3 separate regions of the Mus musculus genome follow, and all the other regions are linked to region 1. The links are chromatin contacts, called in public Hi-C and HiChIP or PLAC-seq maps. All regions are on one chromosome and are shown on one strand. Each heading gives the region's core, a stretch centred on a gene start, on an enhancer-like site or on the middle of the called end of the contact. The rest is flanking DNA. Distances are from core to core; before and after follow the strand shown. Region 1 has its middle 140 kb from the start of 4933406G16Rik. Region 2 has its middle 95 kb from the start of Gm39601. Region 3 has its middle 54 kb from the start of Gm39601.

Region 1 (4,006 bases), core at 1,299-3,798:
TTTCATTTTCTACTTTCTGTTCACTTATAGTTTTAGCAGAGTAGCTGTATCTTATACATCTTTGTAAATCACCTAGAACCCATTTGCAATAAGGCAGTGATTAATACCCACAAAAATTTCTTAGCAATCTTCTCTGATAGTCCTCTGCTCTGCTTTATGTTTAATATACAAAATACGTTCTCCTGGATTTAAATATAATATCAGAAACATCCTATCATAGTAGATATTTACCAAAAATAAAGTTGTTGTTTTAATTTATTTACTTAAATTCACATTGCAAACGAAGGGCATGCCATAATAACAAATGTATAGTAATGATTTCCCTAGAGATCAACAATTTTGCCTAAATTTCAAAAACAGCACAGTGTGGCAAATTAAATATACACATATCCAAGGCTTTTAATAGTGTCAATTTTGTAGTACATTCTGATATCATAGGCTTCAAGTGTTAGGTTAGTTGTTCATTTGAGAAGTCTAGTGAAGGTGTCCTTAGGTCTTTGGGGTGCTGAGTTTGTTTTGAAGGCTTGGAAGAGAGACCTTTGTACAGCAAGCAGGATACAGTGACTACCTGCACACACAGCATGTTCACTTTATTTGAATATTAATGGGCTTGTGAGTAAGCAATATTGAGAGTCACATCCTCTCCTTTAAAGGAAACTCATACTCACTGCCTATTATTCGCATTTGCTGGCCCTGGCTCTGGTCTTTGGCAAGTCTGCATGGAGACAGAATTCCTTTGATCCTATTTTCAGCATTGGCATTGTTTATGTTGAAATGTTAAAAATAACTCTTTAAAAGCACATGCCATAAGGTTAGTGAGGAAGGTGAATTTCACCTCCAGAAAACTTTGTCACAAATTTCAGGCTGTCTGCAGCCTTGTTCTCTGCAATGCCTGAGAGGTCTTGAATGGAGGAAATTCCTTAGCAAAATCTTCCCTTTCAGTTCTCTCTTTATGTGTGTGCTTCAGCCTGGTGAATGGCTAACTTGACTTAAATCTTGTTTTCTGGCCAGACTTTGTTCAAGAGAATCACAAAGTATCAATTGAAGAAGAGGGAGGAGGGGGAGGGAAGGAGGAGGAAGAAGAAAGGGAGGAGGTGGTAGAGGAGGAGAAAGGGGGACTAAGGGGAGTGAGAGGAGGAGTGGGGGAGGGGAGAAAAAGACCAGAAGCAGGACATGAGCATCCTAATTGATGCCACTATTGAAGCCAGTCCTTTATAGGACCATGCTGCGCTGTCTCGTTACTATTCACTGTTTCCTAAGTAGATCTGCTAATTTAATTTTATTCTCATTTCTACGATCTGTTTTCTAGTCTTCACAGGTACTGTGAAGTAATTTTGAAAGACACGTTGTACCTGGCTATGTCTTCCGAAGTTCAGTTTTCTTCTACCCTGGCATGGTTTTTTTTTTTTTTTTTTTTTTTTTTTTTTTTTTTTTTGCTATAGGCTGCACTGTTTCATAGGACTACTGCAGGCCACCGTCAGGAAGCAGGCCCCGATTGATCCTGTTTGCTGATTTTATCCATTTATGTGAGTGGCTGCAGCAATGTTTTGTTTTTACTGAGGACATTTTTGTTCATGAAAATGCTAAGGTTACCCACAGTCATCTCTAATCTAGTAGTGAACTGCATTTTCTCTTTATCTACAGGTTGGTAGTCAGCCTGGTTGCCGACAATTGAGGAAGGAGAAGGCTCTTAGTCTGTGGTTTGGTTTGGTTTTCTGGTCATATCAAGGGGAGGGGAGTTGTGTGATCACCTAACAAAGTTGATTTTTTTTTTTCAATCAAAAATGTGTGACTGGGCCAAATATGATGTTACAGGCCTATAAGCTCCAGCATTTGGGAAGCTGAGGCAGGAGGATCATGAATTTGACACCCAGGTGTGTTACACAGCATGGCCCTGTCCAATTACTGCCCCCCACACACCCCCCCCCCCCACATGCACATGCACACACATAGTGTCTGGTTGAATGTTTTCTTTGATTGCTGCTGATTAATAAAGTTTCCCCAATCTAATCTCGAGTCCCCAGTGCAAACTGACGCCAAACTCGCTTGTATGATACACATGCCATACTGCTGTAATCTTGCCAAACCACCTGAAAAGAATTATTTTCCTTGCCCACACACACAAAAAAATAACTGTCAGTTCTTTAAAGTTCAGACTATAAAGGTTTGAATAATTAAAACCTTTTCTACACCTTGGTAGCACGCCCAAAAAGTTAAATGTGTTCCTGTCCTAGCATCTATGAGATAATTATGGGAAAAGGAATGAGATTCTTTTAGAAAAGACACAGAAATCAAGTAGTTATTTGTGCCTGCAAATCCTCTGGGGTCTAAAGAACTAGCAAGATAATAAATTGTTTTTGCTAAAAACAGGAAGTTTGGCAAAGATGTAAAAGTACAGCTAAACTTTGGCCAGGCAACCCAAAACATTGTGTTCTTCTTTGAAAGTATTCCCAGCAAGGAAAAAAATTGGAGTGCCTTGAATCCATAGTTGCAGAAACAGCAGAGGCATCTGGCAACGAGAGCAACTTGCCAAACTTGCGGCTCTACTGCACTTGTGGTGGGAGGATGTGCCAGTTTTCCTCGACTTATGTCATGTGCAGCTGGAAACCCCGTGCATAAATAAGACTCCGAGTGCTGAAAAGATTTGAGCAAGCATTTCTCTGCCTTTTTTCTCCCTTCATCTGAACTAAAAACAAACAAACAAAAACAGAACAAAAAAAAGTCAAAAAAAAATAAAAGCATCACCCTCCCCGCCCTCCAAAAAAATTTTTTTTTCTTGGAGTTTATACAATTTGAAGTGTAGAAGATGGGGATGCCGGCTTCCCCGGGACCTGTTTCTAGAAAAAAAGTACTCAGTGCCAGCATTCTGGAAGTTGTTAGTGTCTCCTCCCCCACCCCATCAAATTCTTCGTATTCCCTCGCCAGCTTTATTAATGTGATTGTGATTATGTGGCATCTGCTTTGGACGGAGCCAATTGGATTATACTTTCCAGTTTAGTCCATCAGTGTGGAGAGACTTCAAAATGTAGGCCAGAAAAAATAAAGCTGTGCACCGGTGACGTCGGGAAGGGAGGGAGGGAGAGGGGGGCTTCTGTGGCTGCAGCTGCAGGGATGCCTGGGATGTCTTGATTGGGGAGAGATGGTGCTCCTTGGTCTTGCAGGGTGGGAGTTTTCCAGCTGGCAAGGACAATGGACTTCCTCTTGTTCTCCTGCACTGCACTGGGTGATTTGTCTGCGAATTTTGGACTCAGGATTCCAGGGGAGACACTGCCCAGTTCAATTTCTGCCATTTATCTGGAGCTGAAGGCAACTGTTCTCCCCTTTATATCTCTCTTTTGAGTAGAGGGAACAGGATGCGATATACCCGCTTAAAGCTAAGCAAACTCCACTTTAGAAGAGGGCATGTGCACACGGGAATCCAGCGGTGGCCACAGAGGGACAGACGTCTCAGTCCCAGCCAGATGGCTTCTCTCTGACTCCTGTTGTGTCTTCTGCTGTCTTCTTGTTGGGGGGCACTAAAAATGTCAGCAGCCTAGTGTAGTGAGAGTCAAAAGACACACTTCAGGCCCAGGCTCCACAGCTCATGACTGTGACAGTTCTGCCTTTCTGAATTGTGATTTCCATATCCATGTCTGTCTCAAAGACAAGTCAAGAAGAATCTACAAGCAACTGTAAATCCTGCCCTGTCATCCTGGATTGTGTTGATCTATGGATGCTCAACACACACTGACTGCTCACTGGAGAGGGAGTCATGGGGTGATCAAAGGAGCCTGTGGGCATGCTTCTGCTACCCTGTGTGGTATCACTCTTGTATGAATGAATGCTACCAGCTCCCAAAATGTCATATTAAATAGATTAAAAACTAGACTATCTTCCTTTGATAACTGTTAACAGATTAAATGATTTTATTATGAAGATATTAGGGAAAGTAAAAAGCAAATCACTTTTATTTACTGCTTAGAAACACTTTTTGTAGATCAAGATTCTTTAAAAAGTATTTTTCCTA
Region 2 (4,298 bases), core at 1,223-3,722, 320 kb after region 1:
CCCATCAGGGCTGCTGTTGAAATACTGGAAACTATCCCCATACAAAATGTAAAAGTTCAAAAATCCCTTCTCTGAAGTCCCAGTTTCCCTATGTGCTTCCCCCTGCGAAGCAGATTCTATGTCCTCGCTGTGACAGCCAACCATCTGCCCTCATGCTTGGGTTGATTTCTCCTGAGTAACCTTGCCAGCTCCATTCATTCCACTACGCAGGCAAATCTCAGGCTGGGCACTGCAGCCTCCTCCCTTAAGAGCATCCCCAAGACCTCAGCTCCTAATCTACTGGCATGCCTTGTTGTTCTTCAGGCTCCAGAAAACCATCTACATTAAACTAGCAGTGTCTTGCATTGCTTGCATTGCATTACAAAGTCATAGAAGACCACACTGATTGAATTGGCTCCCTCTGCACTGTCTCTTCTTGGCTGGTACCATTGGCCCTTCTGAGCTCGCATTTCCACCCTATCTACTAATTCTCAGAGGTGGAATTGCCTTCCCTATTGCAGACACCAGAGTTAACATGACAGTGGCATCACAGCATCTAAGTGGATCTTCTCATTTAAGAGTCCCTGGTCACTTCTAATAGCCACATTCTCAACAGCTTCCCAGTACTTGATCCAATTGTTCGCCACTTCCTTCATGAAACCAGCTCTGTCCCTGTCATAGTAACACAATACTTAATTTTCTGGTCCCTCTTCTAGCTGCATATTCTTCTCCCAAGCCCTAAAAGTATGAATTATTAGAATTCTGAAGCACGACCTTTGATTCCTTTTCCTGTGTCCTCTCATTAATGCCATCTGCTTCCCTTCTTTTTCTCCAGAAAAGTTCTTCTAAATCTTATGCCTCCAGTTCCACAGAGATTCTAGTGGATTCTATTAGAGTATTCTGTAGACACCTCAACTCAAGACCTTTAAATGTTATCTCTCTCCTTCTCCTCACTCTTCCCTCTTCACATTTAGATCAGGATCCCCTGCTCTCATGCTCAACAACCCAGTCATGCCAAATCCCAAGAATAGCAATTCGTGAGTCCCTCACCACCTTTTTTTTTCTTGTTTGTCCCTCCCTCATCTGCACCCACACTACCCTCACACAAAATGTAACAGCCTCCTAACTGCTCTCTGGTCCTTATAGGTCCCAAGTTCCCCACTGACAAATTGAATGGCTAACAACCTCAATCTAAATCACAGGTTAGCTTGGAATTCTGAAACCTACAGCCATGCAGAAGCTGTTAGAGGATTGTAGATAATATCAAAAATTTGAATTCTTCTATTTGCTGTTGTAAGACCCTCTACATTTGGTCCACAAAGGATAGCTTAGGCATACCAACCGCAGTATGACAAATCAAGGTGTGCACAGTGTTGGGACTCGCAGGTGCACTGGCCCAACACTCAGGATCCCATTAGGACACCTTGATAATCCTTCCTGACACTGAGTGGGCAAAGACAAAGCTCAGAGTCCTGCATGTGGCAGCTCTGGATTTGCACAAAACTGAGAAATAGCCCTTAAAATGCCTCCCAGTCATATTGCTATGACTCCATAAGGAGCAGAAGAGACTTCTGTTGTCCTGCCTGGGATTGCAATGCAATTCAGTAAATGACAAAGCCACAATATGGTATGCAATTGAAATGAGTTGAAAACTTGTTTATACAAAGAATTCATTCAGATCCGAAATAGCTCCAGATTACATTTTAAAATGTGTTTCCCTGTGATTTCCTAGAAGGCTAGGCCCCTTACTGACTCGTCTTTGTATTGTATTTTTTAATGACAATGCTCAAAAGTTCTTATCATGAGCATGAACGAATGAGTTAATATAAAAAGAGGCCTGAACTGACTGACCAACAAGAAGTCTCTAAAAATTAAATCAATTGCCCAAATCTCTCTAAGCTACTATTTCAAGTAGACTTTCCCCAAATAAGAAGCAGAGAGCCCATAGGTAGGAAATAAGGGCAAACATTTGCATCCTCAACCAGACTGTATTTCCTCACATGCAAATCAGTGGAGCCAACCAGCGTGGAATTTGACGAAAGTCTTTCTGCAACGGCAAAGGAAAAATATTTGGCTTCTTGGGCACCAAAACAAACTTAAACTGGAGCTGGAAAGGAGAAGTGCAAAGCAGAGAAGCTTACACTGTACACCTACAAAATGGACTCCCACAGAGAGATACTCGTCCACACAGCCTATGTGACCTGCTTCCTGGGCTTTTCATTCACTATCTCACTGACCAGTAAGAAGGCAGGAAAGTGTTTAACTTGTGCTGTAAGCAGGCATGCCTGTGCCCACTATTCACAAAGCCACTTAGCTTGAGGCTCTGTATTCCTACCACATGGAAACTACGCATGTATACACACACACACACACACACACACACACACACACACACACACACTATTTAAACCAGAGCTGGCTCTTCTACTGAGAACCTCTTCCCTGAGACAGACATCAATAGAGCAAGGACATTGTCTCCGCCCTGCGCCTGTTACCAGGGCTCCCTCTTTTCAATACTGGCCACCTCCGGGCTCTGAGAAACATTTCTCTCTGCTCCCCTCTTTGTCCCACTGCACCAGAAACAAGGACCAGCAAAAGAACAGTCATTATTTGTACTTGGCAAGGGAGGCAGCAGTGAGAGCTAGAAGGGGGTGGGTATGTAAATGTCAGGGTGAGGCTGTGAATAAAGGCAGGACAGGAAGCATCACGCAGTGAATCAAGAGAGGGGAGTCTCAATGACAGGGACAAGTCATTGATATCAAGAAAAAACAAAGGGGACGCATGCATTACACCTATAAATAATAAATAAATAAATAAATAAATAAATCCTCCAGTTCAAATGCTGCTTCACCTAGCTTACAGACCAAAGTCCACAGAGATTGCAGAATTGAATGTCCACAGCTCAAGTTCTGACTCTGCCCCATGCCATTTAGTATTTATACAAATTAAGTTCTTATTCAAACTGTGCCTTGTTTTCCTCATCAATAAAGTAGTGAGGATGATCAACATTAATAGAGCCATGGTGCAATAAAGTAGTGAGGATGATCAACATTCATAGAGCCATGGTGAGGCTCAAAGGAGCTGATGTTTAGGATGCAGAGAGAGAGGACAGTGTCTGGCATGCTGAGTGCAAAAGCTGCTATAGTCCGATGATGGTCTCCTATGAGGCACTTCCAAAGGGCTGGAAAGATAGATGGACCAACGGTTAAGAGTACTAGCCACTCTTATAGAGGACCCAGGTTCAATTTTCAGTACTCACATGGTGGTTGACAACCATCTGTAACTCCAATGTAAAGAGATCCAATACTGAATTAAATTCTGGCCTCCATAAGAAACAGGCATGCATGTGGTGCACAGGCATACATTAAAAAAAAAATTTTTTTTTTAGTAACTTTAAGACTCCTGACTTCCTTGTCTTCTTTAGAAAAACAGGAGCAGCCAAGCCAGCCACTCTAGCTTTTCTATTACCTCCATCCAAAATGAGTAATTTTCCTTTTTGCCTTACAACCTGAAAAGGACAGCTGCCTCCACAAAGGGTGGGGGCGGCCTTGGGAGCTCTTCCAGTTGCCTGATGCAGCAGAGGCAACACCAACTCTCTTCAACAACTGTTACTACAAACACAGCAAACATGGCCTGGCCTCTATATCTGTATCATATCAGGTCCTGCCTTGGGGCTTATCAAAACTCCGATGACTGGCAGTGTAGCTCATTGGTAGAATAGTTGCTTACAATGTTCTCCAGAATAATAGAGGAAGAAGGAGAGGAGGGGGAACAGGAATGGGAGGAGGAGGGGGGAGGGGGAGGAGGAGGAAGAGAAGGAGGAGGAGGAGGAGGAGGAGGGGAGGAGGAAGGGGAAGAAGGGGAAGAAGAAGGGGAAGAAGGGGAAGAAGAAGAAGAAGAAGAAGAAGAAGAAGAAGAAGAAGAAGAAGAAGAAGAAGAAGAAGGAGAAGGAGAAGGAGAAGGAGAAGGAGAAGGAGAAGGAGAAGGAGAAGGAGAAGGAGAAGGAGAAGGAGAAGGAGAAGGAGAAGGAGAAGGAGAAGGAGAAGGAGAAGGAGAAGGAGAAGGAGAAGAAGGAGAAGAAGAAACAGCTAAGAAAGAAAGAAAGCCTTGTTTTTGAAGAGCATTGTGTATGGCTGGGAAAGTCTAGGAAACCAGAAGTTTTCTCAAGTTCTCCTGAGTTATCTGGGAATCGGGGGAGGGATTTGAATAGGGAAAACTATTCAGAGAGCATTCAACATCCTGTGGCCTCTGCTACCATGCTATCTCACATGCTTAGGAACTCAGCACTAAGTGCATGAGAGAGCTGACATCTTTCAGGA
Region 3 (4,667 bases), core at 40-2,539, 470 kb after region 1:
TCTCTCCCACACCTTGCTGAGGAGCAGAAGTCTGTAACCTTCAGGTTTCACAGTCAGATGACTGGCACAATCAAATCTAGAGATTTTACTCTCCCAGATATCAACCCTCAGTAGAAAAAATCCAAAAATCCCACCAAGCAATGAGCATGGTCACTGCTCCAACCCTACTCGGGGCTGCTCACCTGAAGGACTTTCTCTGTCATAGATAGATCATTTGTAGATGCCCGGGATCCACTCCCCTTTCATTTTCTGTGTGAAGTCCCCAAACATTCATGGTATCCCTGTATATTTTCTCTACAGTGAAGCACTTCCTTGTTGGCCTGGTACTAGCTGACTTCTAATCTTTATTAGTCAGATGTCTGCTCCTCAGAGACTCAAAGAGCAAGAATGACTAGTAGGCTTGTATGCTGGGTCCAAGCTACCCATGAGCATCAGCTCATAGGAACCTAGACACCTTCTCTGCTGATCGCATCCATTCTTTAACCCAGCTTCCTCTCGCCAGGACAGTTTGGGGGAGATCCTTCTGATCCTCTCTCGCCCCTCTTCCCTGCACCCCTGCCCCATCATCCCAGACTTCCATCCCCAGCTTCCTGTTCCCTTTCTTCTTCCCTTTCTAATGACCCCCAAAGACCTTACAAACCAGCGAGAGCCCAGAAATGTGGACACAGTACTAATAACCTCTCACAGATATCTCATGATAACTTTATAAAGCGATGCTTTAGATGGGACTTCTGGGAGGCAAGCTGCATAAATAGTTAAGGACCTAAGTCAAAGACCCAGATCAACTCTATTTAAGTGCTTGTGAAAGCAAGACTGAGAGGATACAAGTCACATGCTCCTGTTTAACCTTTACCAGAAGGCCTGGGCTCGCTGGCGCTCTCTCTCTCTCTCTCTCTCTCTCTCTCTCTCTCTCTCTCTCTCTCTCTCTCTCTCTCTCTCTCTCTCCTCTCCCCCCTCTCCGCTCCAGCTCCACACATGCATAGTGTCAGTGAGCTAAAGGGTCTGTTGTGGGCAATGAACCCATCTCAAGCAGAAAAATCTCCTTTAGCACAACTTGGCACTAACAAGTCACAGAACAAAGGCAGGAAGCGTCCCTTTTCGTTTTATTCACCGGGAAGGACTCTGCCCACTCCTTACCCACTGTCTGATTTCTCACCAAAGGAACATTTGCAAGATGAAAGATTTATATTCTGTGAAATATTTCACTTGTCATCACAGGGGACTCCAGGTTCCCCGGCTGTGCCGTGGGTTCCGGGAAGGCTCCCTGTGCGGCCTTCCTCACAAGCAAAGCCACACTGCTCCCAAGTGGCTTCTGTGGAGAAGCAGAAAGCCAACTGTGGCTGAGACTGAACATTCCAGGCCCAGGGGCTGTTTCCCCGATGCCTCTTCTAGGGGGAGACCTCTATAGACCTAGCATCAGGCTCCTCACAACGGTTACCCTGGGGAGCTCAGCTCTCCCAATCGGAGGAAGACCTTAGATCTTGGCAAAGGTTCAGCCTTTTAAAGTAAAATTGGAAACCTACAGGGCTGTCAGCGTTGGTGCCAATTACACTGGATTGTTTGTACCCCAAAAAGGCAGCTCCCTACTGTTCACGAATCTTCTGTCACTTGGGAAGACAAGGCTGTCACAATAAGTACTATCCCCTTGCTGGTCTCATCCTTTGTCAACAATGAAAAACATCGCTTTTCTTTATAATTACTAATCTTGTAACATTACTGTCCCTGCACCCTGAAGGGGGTTTTTCCTTCTGTCACTAGAATCGGTGTTCTCGCAATTTAGAGTAACTCTGCCCGATAAACTCTAAAGTTATTGACGTAGAGGCAGGTGAATATCACAATATAGGCGCATGGCTCCTAATAGCTCCTCAGAGCCACGCCCCCACTTACCCCTGCCTTCGCCCAAAGCTAAGGCTGCTGAGCTCTAGGTAAATTAAATCCAAAACTCCATGGTAGACACAAGAACCAGTGCATAGTGAAGTTCTGCAGGCATTTGAATGCTGTTGTCTGCTGATGAATTCTTAATTCAAGCTGCACCAAAGACACACCAGGCGAGCCAGGAAGCACTAGCCCTCCTAGACTCCACCCAGGCCATTCAAATTAGAACCAGGAATAACTGTGTCTCACATTATGTTAGAGATTCTGATGAGCTAAATGTTGAGAATAAAGTTACATTATTTAACTCGATGACTTCATTATTCACAACAGTATGTTCACAGACACACAAAAAAATAAAAAATAGAGAGAGAATAAAAAGATAATGGCTGGAAATATCTCTCTCTCTCTCACACACACACACATACACACAAACACACACACACACACATTGTTAAAGGCTAAGACTCACAACCAAAGAATAAAGAGTTGTGCTGGACATGATTGCACACACCTTTAATTAGCAGTTAGGAGGCAGAGACAGATGAACCTCTGAGTTTGAGGCCAAATGGGTCTATATCAATTGTTCTCAACCTGTGGGTCCGGACTCCTTTGGAAGTCACATATCAGATATCCTGCATATTGGATATTTACATTACAATTCATAACAACAACAAAATTACAGTTATGAAGTAGCAATAAAAGTAATTTTATGGTTAGGGGTCACCACAACATGAGGAACTGTATTAAAAGGTTGCAACATTAGGAAGGTTGAGAACCACTAGTCTACATAGTAAGTTATAGGCTAGCCTGGGCTACATAGTGAGACCCTGTTTCAAAAAATAATAATAATAAATTTTAAGAGAAATAGAAAGTTTTTTTAAATACATATTTGGGATATGAATTTTCCTAAACACTGCCTTCCAGTAATGACCAGTTAGTTTATCTCTCTGGAGAGTATAAAGAAAGGGGAAGGAGTCCAAAGCCTTTGTTGCCTGCCTAACCCTGGCCCAGCAGCTCTGGGAGCAAGAGGCAGTCCCCAGCAGTACACATCCCATCACTAGGGGAGGCAGGAGACTGCCACGCTCTTCATCACAAGCCGCTCTTTTAACATTTCATTTTGTGAGTGCCTAAATTAGAAACATTTTCTTCATTAAGCCAGATTTATGAAGTAACAATTACCTCATTTGCCCATTTTTTAAAATTAATCAAAGATTTATATAACTTCCAATCAGAGGTGCTGACCAGTAAAAAAAACCTACCCATTGCTGGTGTCAAATTGCAAGAATGCCATTCCCCAGCAGAGGAAAGCGAGGCAGGTTGAACCCACACAATTCATCTTAAATAGGCAGGCTCTTCTAAAAGCAAATTTGAAATGCTAAACTGTGGGAAACAAATCATGGCCACTGAAAGCTTGGGGACTGTTGAGGAGGAAGGAGGCAAGATGAATACAAATATTCCAGGGCAGCAGGTTGAAAGGGGAAAGGTTAGAGAGTAAGTGGGGGCTTCTACCACAGCACTATGCTGTTAGGGACTTTATTCTGCCAATAATTGCACATGAATCCTTGCACATATCAAACCATCACCGCCAGACTCCATTTTCCCATTTGTAAACTGAGAGAGATTAAGCTAAGGCAGGTCTCCTCAAGCTTGGCTGTATTGATATTCAAGGCAGATCATTTCCTTGTGGGCCTGCCCTGTACATAACAGGACGTTTAGTGACATGGCTGGCCTCTACTCATTAACCGCTAGGACCATACCCTGTCACTGTAGTAATCACAAGGGTCTAGAGACATGGCTAAATATCTGCACCCTGTCCCAGGGGGATTCTAAGTTCCCTATATTTTTGAAAATCCATGACTTACATGGAAGAAGCTGAGGGGTGGTTCGGTGGATTCGGGAACACACAGAAAAAGCCAAAATGGGTCCTGCACGTGGAAAGGCACCTCTAAAGATGTCGTCAGGGTGCACTGGAGTTTTAATCAACCTAAGGAGCTTTTCTAACTGTCAGAGTCAAGATGAAATGTCTGACCCATTTAATCAGAACTCCATGGGGCTGCAAGGCTCTACAGCTGACTCCAGTGTGACCGTTCAAAGGTCATCACAGGAGATCATAGTGGAAGACAGAAGGAGCTGTCTGTCTCGTCATCTCTCACAATTCTGCTAATACTTTATTTCAATCAATATGGTAAAAGAAGGTCCCATCTGTGCAAAACACTACAGTATTCTCCAATACATCCTCAAGTGTATTTAACATATTCAACTGTATACTTTGACCCACTCGGCAACATACCACACTGTGTGATTTTTGCATTCCTCAAAGAACAAAACTCGGCTTTAGTAGTAGCAACGCAGTACACGGTACACACACATGCACGTACACACACATATACATGCATGCATATACACACATACTCATGAACATGTGTGCACATACTCACACATACACATACTCCCACATGCACACAAATATATATGCATGTGAATGTACACACACACACACGCACCAAGGCCAGTTTCAAGCTTTGCCTTTAGTGAAATTCACAGACCCTTCAGAGTGCTTGGACACCTCAATAAAGCCACAAAGGCAGTGTTCAGAGGAGTCACCATCATCTCCCCCAAATCCTCTTTCCCCTCCTCATGAGCCTGAGATCTCGCCAGCCAAAATCTCCAAACCATGACTGTCAGATGCATCACCCTGCCCCAAGATTAGTTTATCTGATTTCTCAATTAAATGACAATCACATCAAAAGAAAGCTTGGATCCTCCTTGGGGAATGACAGCAGATTCTCTGG

What was found. Hi-C and Micro-C count contacts between places; a contact is called where the count stands out from the background. HiChIP or PLAC-seq counts read pairs in DNA pulled down with a chosen protein or histone mark.
Region 2: a contact with region 1 is called in an H3K27ac HiChIP or PLAC-seq map of neural progenitor cells, with 11 times the contacts expected there. The contact joins two enhancer-like sites. A contact is called at or near these places in 3 of 484 Hi-C or Micro-C datasets (the N1E-115 cell line, nephron progenitors and neural progenitor cells) and 4 of 115 datasets of contacts at active chromatin or transcription factors (astrocytes, neural progenitor cells and stem cell-derived neural progenitor cells).
Region 3: a contact with region 1 is called in a Hi-C map of uterus, with 2.1 times the contacts expected there. The contact joins two enhancer-like sites. A contact is called at or near these places in 3 of 484 Hi-C or Micro-C datasets (neural progenitor cells and uterus).

The regions. Positions count from the first base shown.
Region 1 is chr11:19,201,668-19,205,673 of GRCm38.p6, forward strand. No RefSeq gene overlaps it. Among named protein-coding and RNA genes, the nearest start is that of 4933406G16Rik, 140 kb to the left of the region's middle. Within about 2 kb of position 2,549, at least 62 of the 459 cell types and tissues checked have an H3K27ac peak or open chromatin away from gene starts, as enhancers often do. A contact at or near this core is called in neural progenitor cells and uterus, where this site is marked.
Region 2 is chr11:19,521,754-19,526,051 of GRCm38.p6, forward strand. No RefSeq gene overlaps it. Among named protein-coding and RNA genes, the nearest start is that of Gm39601, 95 kb to the right of the region's middle. Within about 2 kb of position 2,473, at least 35 of the 459 cell types and tissues checked have an H3K27ac peak or open chromatin away from gene starts, as enhancers often do. A contact at or near this core is called in neural progenitor cells, where this site is marked.
Region 3 is chr11:19,670,007-19,674,673 of GRCm38.p6, forward strand. No RefSeq gene overlaps it. Among named protein-coding and RNA genes, the nearest start is that of Gm39601, 54 kb to the left of the region's middle. Within about 2 kb of position 1,290, at least 13 of the 459 cell types and tissues checked have an H3K27ac peak or open chromatin away from gene starts, as enhancers often do. A contact at or near this core is called in uterus, where this site is marked.